Linked DNA regions of Mus musculus: region 1 is linked to region 2. A link is a contact called in public Micro-C data. All regions are on one chromosome and are shown on one strand. Each heading gives the region's core, a stretch centred on a gene start, on an enhancer-like site or on the middle of the called end of the contact. The rest is flanking DNA. Distances are from core to core; before and after follow the strand shown.

Evidence for each region. A called contact is a pair of places that touch in the nucleus more often than the background predicts.
Region 1: a contact with region 2 is called in a Micro-C map of granulosa cells, with 2.2 times the contacts expected there. The contact joins the enhancer-like site here to the promoter of Sipa1l1 in region 2. A contact is called at or near these places in 1 of 15 datasets of contacts at CTCF or cohesin (the NIH/3T3 cell line), 4 of 484 Hi-C or Micro-C datasets (granulosa cells, muscle stem cells, nephron progenitors and 1 more) and 4 of 9 other capture datasets (adipose tissue, liver, macrophages and 1 more).

What each region holds. Positions count from the first base shown.
Region 1 is chr12:82,429,470-82,434,427 of GRCm38.p6, forward strand. Sipa1l1 (signal-induced proliferation-associated 1 like 1) reads left to right here. Exons shown (of 21, transcript NM_172579.3): 15 at 3,284-3,523; 16 at 4,220-4,385. Among named protein-coding and RNA genes, the nearest start is that of Gm51987, 14 kb to the right of the region's middle. Within about 2 kb of position 2,777, at least 4 of the 459 cell types and tissues checked have an H3K27ac peak or open chromatin away from gene starts, as enhancers often do. A contact at or near this core is called in granulosa cells, where this site is marked.
Region 2 is chr12:82,307,561-82,312,820 of GRCm38.p6, forward strand. Sipa1l1 (signal-induced proliferation-associated 1 like 1) reads left to right here and starts at 3,789. Exons shown (of 21, transcript NM_172579.3): 1 at 3,789-3,849.

The DNA of each region.
Region 1 (4,958 bases), core at 1,527-4,026, 120 kb after region 2:
TCCCCTTAAGCACAGATCTGCCAACTTGTCATTGACTGTAATATAATTAAAACTCCCAGAGTCTCTTGGTGCAGTATGTGACTATGCTACCTTGAGGTGGTCATAGGCCAGCTTCAAGGAGCTCCCCAGAGCCTGGGCTGGAATTATATAGGAAAGGAAGAGACGGGCCATTTTAGAAAGTGTATAGACTCAGGTAGCAGTTTTTAGTTCTAGGAAATGGGAGAACTCTTTTAAAATGTTTCAAAACACAGCTTCCTTTGACTCAAGAAAATGTAAGATGAGCCCTCAGCTCTGCACTGATAGCAGCTCCTGCGGGGACCACGGTTTTGCTTCAGACACATGGTATCCATGGCTTCAAGTCTTGGATCTGGGCAGACAGGAAGTGGGGATTTGACCAAGTTAGAGCAGTGTGAGCAAGTCACCTGGATTCAAGCCGTGGTTCTCAAATGCGCTGCGTACTGCAGGGGAGATTTCTGCCCTCTCTGTAGACACTGATTCAGCTCTGATCCTAGCACCTCTGGGATTCGAACCCTCTGAAGTGCGTGTTTTGGATGTGTCCTGGGTAAAGGCTCGGCTTCTGCTGTTAGGGGAAAAACAGGCCATTTGTTTCTGTTTGGTACCAGATACCAGTTCTTTTTTTTCTTTTATTTAATATTTACTTATTCATTTATTATTTGTAAGTACACTGTAGCTGTCTTCAGACACTCCAGAAGAGGGCATCAGATCTCATTACGGGTGGTTGTGATCCACCATGTGGTTGCTGGGATTTGAACTCAGGACCTTTGGAAGAGCAGTCGGCGCTCTTAACCGCTGAGCCATCTCACCAGCCCCCAGATACCAGTTCTTAATGTGGCTGTCTGATTATAACCATTAGTAAGCATAAGTGTGCTGGCCCTTCACACCAAGTAGTAGCCACCATATTCAGATAGAATGAATAATTAGGTTCAGTGGTCAGTTAATCAGGTGTCCTGGTGAGGGTACACAAAGGTTGCAGAAGCATCTTTCATAGATGTAATGACCTCCTACAATAAAAATTAAACGTGACGGAATGATTTGTAAAACAACGAGCAGTTTAATTTATTTTCTATTCTCCTGGCAAATTATTTTTTGACTCAACTTCAGCCTTTTAAAGTCCCAGGATTTTTTAATAGCTGTGTAATATCAAAGTATTCGAAGGTAAAATGTGTCGATTCAGGTATAAATCAGATATAGTAGACTTCAGAGCCTGGGTCATGGACCACAGCAGCCTCTGGGAACACTTGAGAAGTGAGCATTCTCATGTCTGCCCAGCCCCATCCCATCTACGTCAGCATCTCTGGAGAGGGCACACAGTCAGCATTTTTAACATACTGCTCTTTGAGAGCTGGCTCCTGTGGTTATCCAAGGTTAGATTTTTAAGTTAGATGTGCGCTAAATACCTTGGGACCTCATAACTATGTTCTAGTGCATGTGAAGAGATCCTAAATCGAAAAATAAACCTTAACATCTACAAACCAAAGACTAGAATCTTGTCTCTAAGTAAGCGACAGACACTCCCCACCCTCACCTCCACCCCCTGCTGTCTAAAGCTTATCTGAGGCTACCCCTCTTCCCTGCAGAAGTCCAGAGCCAGCTGTGCTGTCTCCCCTGATGTGCCCTGGGCCTCTCATGCTTCTTGGTGCACCCTTCAGCCTTGTTGAAGTCTTTCCTTTACCTGAGTTCACTCTCACACTTGTAATCTTTCTGTAGCAGAGATCTGCTGCTGTTTTGTCCTTACTGGTTTGATATGCCATATCTAGGAAACAGTCTTATATCCCCCTTACCTTAAGATATACTTTTTCTTGTAAAATTATATGTGATGTGTAGGGGTGGGGCATGTCCTGATGCCCTCAAGGGCAGGAAGAGGACAGTGGCTCTCTTGGAGTGTCAGGTTCAGGTATGCCGCTGGGAACCAAACTCTGGTCCTCTGAGAGAGCAGTCCATGCTCTTAACTACTGAGCCCTCTCTCCAGCCCTTCTTAATTTTAAAAGCAACTAGGCGGAATGTTTATCAGCGGTAAGGTTGCATCGCTTTTCATTTGTGTAGCCATTGCAGATTTGTATTCCATCTCTAGCTGGACTAGTACTTGGGGGAAAATGTTTATGGTAAGACTAATAATTGTTTATTCTATTTTTCCAAGTTTGGGCCCAGCTCTTCTGAGTTCATTATAAAAATAAAGAAGACGGCTCTTTGTGTTCTGAAGTAATAAATAAGACCACGTTCATACTGGAAGCTCTCCAAGTGGAGTCTTCCACAATACTTTTCCAGATCTGGTAGCTGACTCTTAAATACTAACAAGACTCTTCCCTGTTGTACAAAATGTTCTTCCATATTGTAGTTCAAAATCTGCACGTCTGACCAGTAGAGCTTCGTTTCCACCAGTAGATTCTGTCTCAGCCATCTGGGTTTTGTTTCTACTGTAACGCTTTAAAATACTGTGATAGTTTCAGAGTTGCAGAAAAGTTTCCTAGATAGTTTGTGAACACCCCACACTTGTTCCCCTTTGTCATCTTCTCCCATTCTAATGGTACCTTTGTCCCAGCTGCGTATCATTATAGTACTTTAATATCTGCTCAGTCAGGATAACTAGGTTTGGACAATAGGAGTGCCTCTCTGAGGAATGCAACTGTACGTCTGTTGTAGGAGCCACCTGACCTTAGATTGTTCCTAAGCACAACTCAGCAGGGCTCATAGTGTGGACATGACCCTGAGAGACCGTAGAAGGAAGTGTGGTTATCCTGCATGTGGGTAGCTGATAGAAGCGCTACTCCCCAACCTTGAAAAATCTGCCTTTTTCCAGGCTTAGAACTTGTCTGATGATGAGTAAGCTTTTGAGTCCGTATGCATGCTGATGCTATAGGGACACAGATATAAGCGTGCCCTTGGCCTGGGATGTCAAGGATTGCTGTGTCCCTGACTTGATCTTCCTCTCATCTTTAGCCTGGTCTTAGCATCATCATGACCCCCAGATTTGATGTGGTCATACAGGCAGACACTGAGACTTTTACTGCTCCTTGTCCTATCCCTGGCCCCTCTCAGACTTCAGTGGGCCAGTGTGTCTGAAAATGCCCCTCTTGCTTTTAACTTAACGTGCAGACATTTAAATTTCAGGACGAGAACAGGCAGACCAGCTGACCATCCCTTTTAATCATTTCTTCAAAGTTCATTTTTCTCTAACCTGACCTTCACCTCCACCTTGGACACTACCCCACAACTGACATGGTGTAGACACTATAGTCACCGTCTCTGTCCTGCCTCTCCACAGTACCATGAGCTCCCGACACTCTGCCAGCCCAGTGGTATTCTCCAGTGCCAGAAGTTCCCCCAAAGAGGAGCTTCACCCCACCGCATCCTCCCAGCTCGCACCGTCCTTTTCCTCTTCTTCCTCATCCTCCTCTGGACCTAGGACTTTCTACCCTCGCCAGGGCGCCACTAGCAAATATCTGATTGGATGGAAAAAGCCAGAAGGAACCATTAACTCCGTGGGATTTATGGACACACGAAAGTAAGGGATCCTCTCCTGCTACTTCGTGGTGGGTTTTCTCTGCGCACAGAAAGACCTGGGCAGTCTCTTATTGCCAGTGACCCTCGGCTGCAATGTTGGGGTTGGAGGGAATTGCTTATGGAGGGATTTTCTTGTTTTAAATTAACAAAAAAGTATTTTTCATATAATATATTCTGATCACACTTCTCCACTCTCCCTAGGAGATTTTATTTGCTGAGTAACTTTTTTTTCTTTAAGTTATTTCTCTGCTTCATTGCTTGAGTAAGATGTACTGCAAACATCTCGCTCTAAGGTCTTTAGCCTAGGAAAGGTGTTTGAATCAGCCTTTGGGATGACTGAGCCTCCGATGCTCTGTCAGTCACAGCCTTTCTGTAGACTGCTTCTTCTCTGGGCCTGTAGGACTTAGAACAAAGGGCTTCTCCATGGGCTATTCCTGTCGTTTGACTGCCATTGTATAAAGGTGGCTCTGGGGATCGCTCTGTTGGAGTCTGCTGCTAGTGCTAGCCAAACAGGGCAGTGTCCTATAGAAGAGTGAATTACTCCTCCCACTTTATTTTGAGTTCACATTGACTCTGATTATCTAACAAGCCCTGACCTCAGTGGATTCTGATGTAAATAGGAGTCAGACCCTTTGTCTCATCTGTCACAGTACCCTGAGCCAACCCTGCTGACTTCATTTCTACCCCCTCTCCCTAGGCGACATCAGAGTGATGGCAATGAGATAGCCCACACTAGGCTTCGAGCCTCAACCAGGGACCTGCAGGCATCCCCAAAGCCGACCTCCAAGTCTACCATTGAGGAAGATCTAAAGAAACTCATCGACCTTGAGAGCCCAACTCCCGAATCCCAGAAGAATTTCAAGGTAGAAGGCAGGCTGTGGGGTAATGGCAGAGAAAAGCTGGGCATGATGGGGTGTGTAGGACTGAGGGTGTTGGGGGACCCTTCTCCCTCCATGTTGAGTGCTCTTCTCTGCAGCCACAGCTCTTTGGTGCCCTGTTAGCCTGCCCTTCCCTGGCTCTCTCTTCTAGTGTGTCCTATTCTGAGTCCACACTGAAGTGGCATCACCTCCAGGACTCAGTAATGACACACCTGTGGCTCCCTTGTCAGCCAGAACATGTTGCATGTGGTCTCCCATCTGCCTTCTATCTGTAAGGTCCTTTTCTTACATTTCTCACATGTGTCAAATTTGCCTCTTGGTCTCTGTACCCCCCACTTTGCTGACCACAGGTAATAGCGCTTTCCATGTGTGAATCAAGGGAACTGCCTCCTGGCCAAGCTCATGGGTCTCTATACTCAATGCCTCTTTTCTCCCTCAGAATCCTGACTGTGGGCCCCTTCCCTAGAGTCAAGTCTTCCTCTCCATCCCCCCAAACGCTCGCTCAGCATTTGTGTGTGTTTGTCAGTGGCCAGCCTTCTCCTGGGCCATTCCAGGAAG
Region 2 (5,260 bases), core at 2,539-5,038:
AGTTTGGTATATTTGGATTTTGGTTGGTTGGTTTTGGTGGTGTCGCTTGAACCCAGGTCTTTTTAACACAAAGCAGAACACCCTGGCCCCGTTTCTCCAGTTGTTAAAGAGACTTGCTATCAATTCTTGTGTCCCTTTCTTTTCCAGCTTCTCCTGTTTTTCTGATCAGTCACTTGCCTCACCTACTTGTTTAGGAGTTATACATGCAGTTATTCATCTTAATGTTCGGTTCTTGCTTGTGACCTGCTACAGCAGAGAGAAATTATTAGTGCTTGTGGTTTTCTGCTGTGTATCGTTTACCTTTATGAAGCCATACAATATCTTTTATTATCTACCAAAAGTTTTATAATCTTGCCTTCCACAAGCAAGTTAGGCAAAATTAGGATCTATTTTTATACAAAAGGTAGAATGAGAATTCTGTTTAATTTCATGTGGATGAAAACAGATGTGTACAAGTATCATTATTAAATATTTCAGTGTCTGTATTAATCAGACATTCTTTCTGTGTAGTAGATAATAGTTGTGAGAGAGGACTGCTGTCCAATCCTGACCTTGCTATGGAGGGTTGGCGTTCTTCTTGGTCTTTTCTTGTAATGTAAAATTTATATACGGCTTGTTAAGTTTCTAAAAACAGCCTTGGCTATATTAGCTAGCTAGATAGATAATGGATAGATAATAGACAGTAGACTGATAGGTGGATGGTAGATTCATAGCATATAAATACATGGGAAAGCACACATGCATGTATGGCCCCTCTCTCCATCCAGTTAACATGCCTAGAAGTATCCATTAGTGCAGCAGCACCTGGTATCTGGATTATTATTTGTAAACACCATTCTTGGAGAAATGCATCACTTTGGAGGAATGGGTACTGTCAGGATTGAAAAGTACAGACGAAGACTTTGAAACATGAGATTTCAAGAAGTAAGAACTTAGGGGCTGGAGAGATGGCTCCCCATTTAAGAGCTCTGACTGCTCTTCCAGAGGTCCTGAGTTCAATTCCCAGCAACCACATGGTGGCTCACAACCATCTGTAATGGGATCTGATGCCCTTCTCTGGTATGTCTGAAAACAGCTACAGTGTACAAATATACATAAAATAAGTAAATAAATCACTTGGCATGCACGCACACACATTTTGTTTTGTTTTAAAAAGAAGTAAGGAATTGATTTAAGAATGATGGGGTTTTGTCAAGTGACCTATGGGCTGTCTTGATGTTTTTAGTGTTCAATTCCAGGCAGACTGAGCTCCCACAGAAACAATGGGAATAACTGATAGCAGTACAAACAGTGGTAGTAAAGGGTTAACACTGGATACATGACCTGAGTGATCATGAGAGCAGATCAGCTCTGCTGAAGGCAGGCAGTGCTTTGTCCTTCTCCTTTTTTTTCATATTCTATTCTAGGGAACTCCTTTATTCTCTTCTGATGTGGATACACATTGCAAAGGCTTCTAGGTTTTGGCTCCAGGGGCCACACTGCTCTGAACATTTCTGTTCATGTTGTTGGGAGATACATTGCTTTTCATGGCTCAGGCTCCTGTATTGAAAGGTAGACAAACAAGAGAAACACATGCAGGTGTATTTAATAGAAGTTTTATGTGCCATGTGCCCCTGGATCTTTCAGAAGAAACAAAGTCAAAGGAAATGGTTTTTTTTTTTTTTTTTTTTTAAGATTTATTTATTTTATTAATGTAAGTACACTGTAGCTGTCTTCAGACACTCCAGAAGAGGGAGTCAGATCTTGTTACAGATGGTTGTGAGCCACCATGTGGTTGCTGGGATTTGAACTCCTGACCTTCGGAAGAGCAGTCGGGTGCTCTTACCCACTGAGCCATCTCACCAGCCCAGGAAATGGGTTTTGGTCGTAATAATTTACATCCACTTAGCCAGCTTCTTTGGATCTTAGTGTTTTGTCTTTCTGGAGTTAGGGGCATTCCTTAAGGCACTAGGAGAGCACCTCTGCAGTGACACTCTCCTGGTCAGGGAAGGCCTGCTGCAGGGGAGGGTGGCAGATGGTCAGAGGCCCCTTTGCACAGATGTCTGGAACTTAATCTTCCTGGGTTAGCTTCCAGGGCTTTCCAGTTTCTTGCTGGTGCCAGTTGTGCGGTGGAGTGAACAGACTTCACTCCCATCCATACATTTTCTTCTCTTCTCTTTTTCTCTCTTGATAAAGCCTGATGAATGAAATGTAGCGTGCACTGTGGGGCTGTGGTCTGTGGTCCCTGGCTTCTGTGGAATCTACTTCTCCCAATCATTTGCTTGCCCCTCAGGAAATTACAATATTGAGTTGAAGCTTATGGTGAAATGGATTATCACAATTAATGTGCACTGAACCCAAGATGCAAGTTATGGAAAGTTTAGAAGTCAGAACTAGTCCAAGTCAGGGATGCTTCTTGAAAAGTTAAAGCTTTTTTTGTTTTTTTTTTTAAACAAACCATTAGTAATGTGACAAGACATACCACACCACAGTCAGGAGCAAGAGAGATATGAACACACTCATGTTGTCTGCTTCTCCTGTCTTCTAGGCTTTTTCTTACCCTATACAGTTCAGAGCTCCCTGACCAGGGACTGATGTTTTCCATAGTGGTCTGAGTGAGTGTCCCTTTATCAGTTGGCAGTCAAGGCCATCCTGCACAGACTTGCCCACACGCTAGTCTGATCTAAATAATTGCTCAATTCAAACTAGGTTCCCAGATTTTGGGAAGCTGGCATTCAAAACTAACCATCATAAGGTCCGTTTAATCGAGGGTGTGATTTGCTGTTGTGTTTTGCTGTTCTTCTTAATATTTTCCATGTTTGCTGCAGTGTTATCTGTGCTGATCCCAAACTCCTCGGCCTCCTAAAAGTGCCACCAAGGTGGGCTTCCACTGTACTGTTACTAGATCTCCAGGCTGGGCAGGGGCAGCACTCCTCTATTTCATTTGTGAATATTAAAAGCCATTCCAGTCTTCAAGAGTCTTTGCTGAGGCAGACATGTGCATTTTTTTTTAGAGAATTAGAAATTGAAGCTTATTTCCCAGGTTCATGCTCTATTAGGACTAGGTTCATTGGGTATTGGAGAGGTCAGGCTAACGGGCTTCTTACATTTTCTTTTAAATCTACATACTGTTTGAGGTTCATTTCTTATTCTTCTCTCTTTGTTTTAGAAGTCAACACTATTACTCAGTTGAAATGTGCTGCTTATTTTGATTTTGGAAAGTTGGATCTGTGGCTGGAGAAACAGTTCAGCAGCTAAGAGCCTCCTGCTCCTCGGAGACTCAGTCTGTTCCCAGCAGGGACTCCAGCTTCCGAGGGTCCAGTGCCCCTTTCTGACCTCCACAGGCACACACCACCCCACACGTGCGCGCGTGCGTGTGTTTGCATGTGCATGTGTGTGAGTGTGTGAAAGTAAAGAAAGAAAGCAAGCAAGCAAGAAAGAAAAGTCCAAGGCTGGGTGTGGAGCCCACAGCTTTAACTCTAGCACTCCAGAGTCAGAGGAGAATGTCTGAGTTTGAGGGCAGTCTGGTCTGCGTACCAAGTCCCAGGATAGGCAGGATAATAGAGAGAAATCTGTCTAGAAATAAATAAAAAACAAAGTTTGCCCTACAGTTGACACAGATGATCTTAGAAATATTTATAATGGGCTAGTATTGTAGACACCTCCACTTCTAACCCAATTAATGCTGCTTGCTTCATGAATGCCAGCCTGTTCACCTCAAAGATAAGTCCCTTGTCAAGACTGTGTGAACAGTGTAGTCTTGGTGGCCTTTCATATGCTCTTACAAAGTGTTTCTTGTTTGTTTGTAGGTCATATGTCATTAGTGTGGACGCTGCTGTCTTAAGTCTGTGGCCATGGCACCAGAACACAGTAAGTAGCAATGTTGCAAACTTTGGCTTTCTGGGTTTGAATATCTTCCTGGGGATGGAGCCCCCAGATGCATTCAGGCAAATGGACATTCACTTAGTTAAACCCCAATATGTATGTTTTGAGTTTCTAATTGCAGAGAAAGAAATATAAAACCAAGAAAAACAACTTAGTTTCCTCTTTTCACAGGGCATTCACTTTATTTCCTGGGGTTTAATTTTTTTACTTTCACATACAAAAACATGGTGATAGTCATGACCTGCATGTTCCTGTACACCCAGTGTTTGCCTGTAGTGGCCAGCAGAATGGGCAGCATGGCTGAACTGTGTCACTTATGCTGTCTATTCTTTGTGTTCGGGATCAGGGAGGCTGAGCACAGCTGAAGGGTGGACCTGCTGAGCTGTGGTCTCAAGCTGCCTGTCCACAACTGGCTTGCCAACTTTGGCTCCTTCATCAACTCTGAGGCAATGCCTAGCCAGGGGGATGGTCTCAGAAACAGCCCTAGTTCTAGTTCTAGTTCTAGTTCTAGTTCTAGCTCTAGCTCGTGAGACTCTGGGTGGGAGACCCTGTGGCAGGATTGCACCAAGAGACCCCAGTGGGTGACTCTGCAGCTCGAGACCCTGAGGCAGGTGTACCTAATCTTCTGGCGGAAGTCACCTCATACTTAGGACAGAGCTCAGGGAAACCTCCGCTACTCTCCCTGGATGTCACTGTATGCTGTTGTGAGGTCTGGTGTGGCTTTAGCCTGCTGGCTCCCAGCCCGAGCGAGAAAACCACACAGGATGGAAGACAAATCCAGAACCCAGGGCAGCCAGCCCTGAAGCCTGTCCCCTCTTGAGATACGCAGTGTTTGAGCCAGTCCATTTCCTTTCTGTTAAAGCCAGTTTGAGATGGGAGCCAAAACACCCGAATGATTCACTTAATCCCTACTTTATTTTTAGTAATCCATTAGTTTCCCCCAGGGACTGTGGGAGTAATTGCAAAGCAAGGCAAAATAATACCGTTAAATTAAACTGGCACGGCGTGGTGTTGACTGGCATCCTCTTTGCTCTCAGCGGGAGCTCTAGTGAGTTAGTATTCAGGATGGGAGGATAAACCTTGAGATGCGCGCTCTTTCTCTCTTCGTTTTCACCCAGAAGCTTGTGCCTCTTACTCAGCTGTCCACGGAGCCTAGGAAGCGCCTGGGCCCAGGCACCAGCCTTGCTCTCAGAGAAGATGTGTCTGCAGGCAGCGTGGACCTGTGCTATCTTCCTAGAACACATTGTACTCATGTTTTTAACACTTGTTTTTGATTTTAAAAATTAGTATGAGTGCTTCAGATATGAAAACAGTGTGAGGAAGAACATAATCCACACCCATCCATCTCTCCAGCACAGGAGACGTTTGTCCGTCCATCAAGCAGTTAAAACCCATG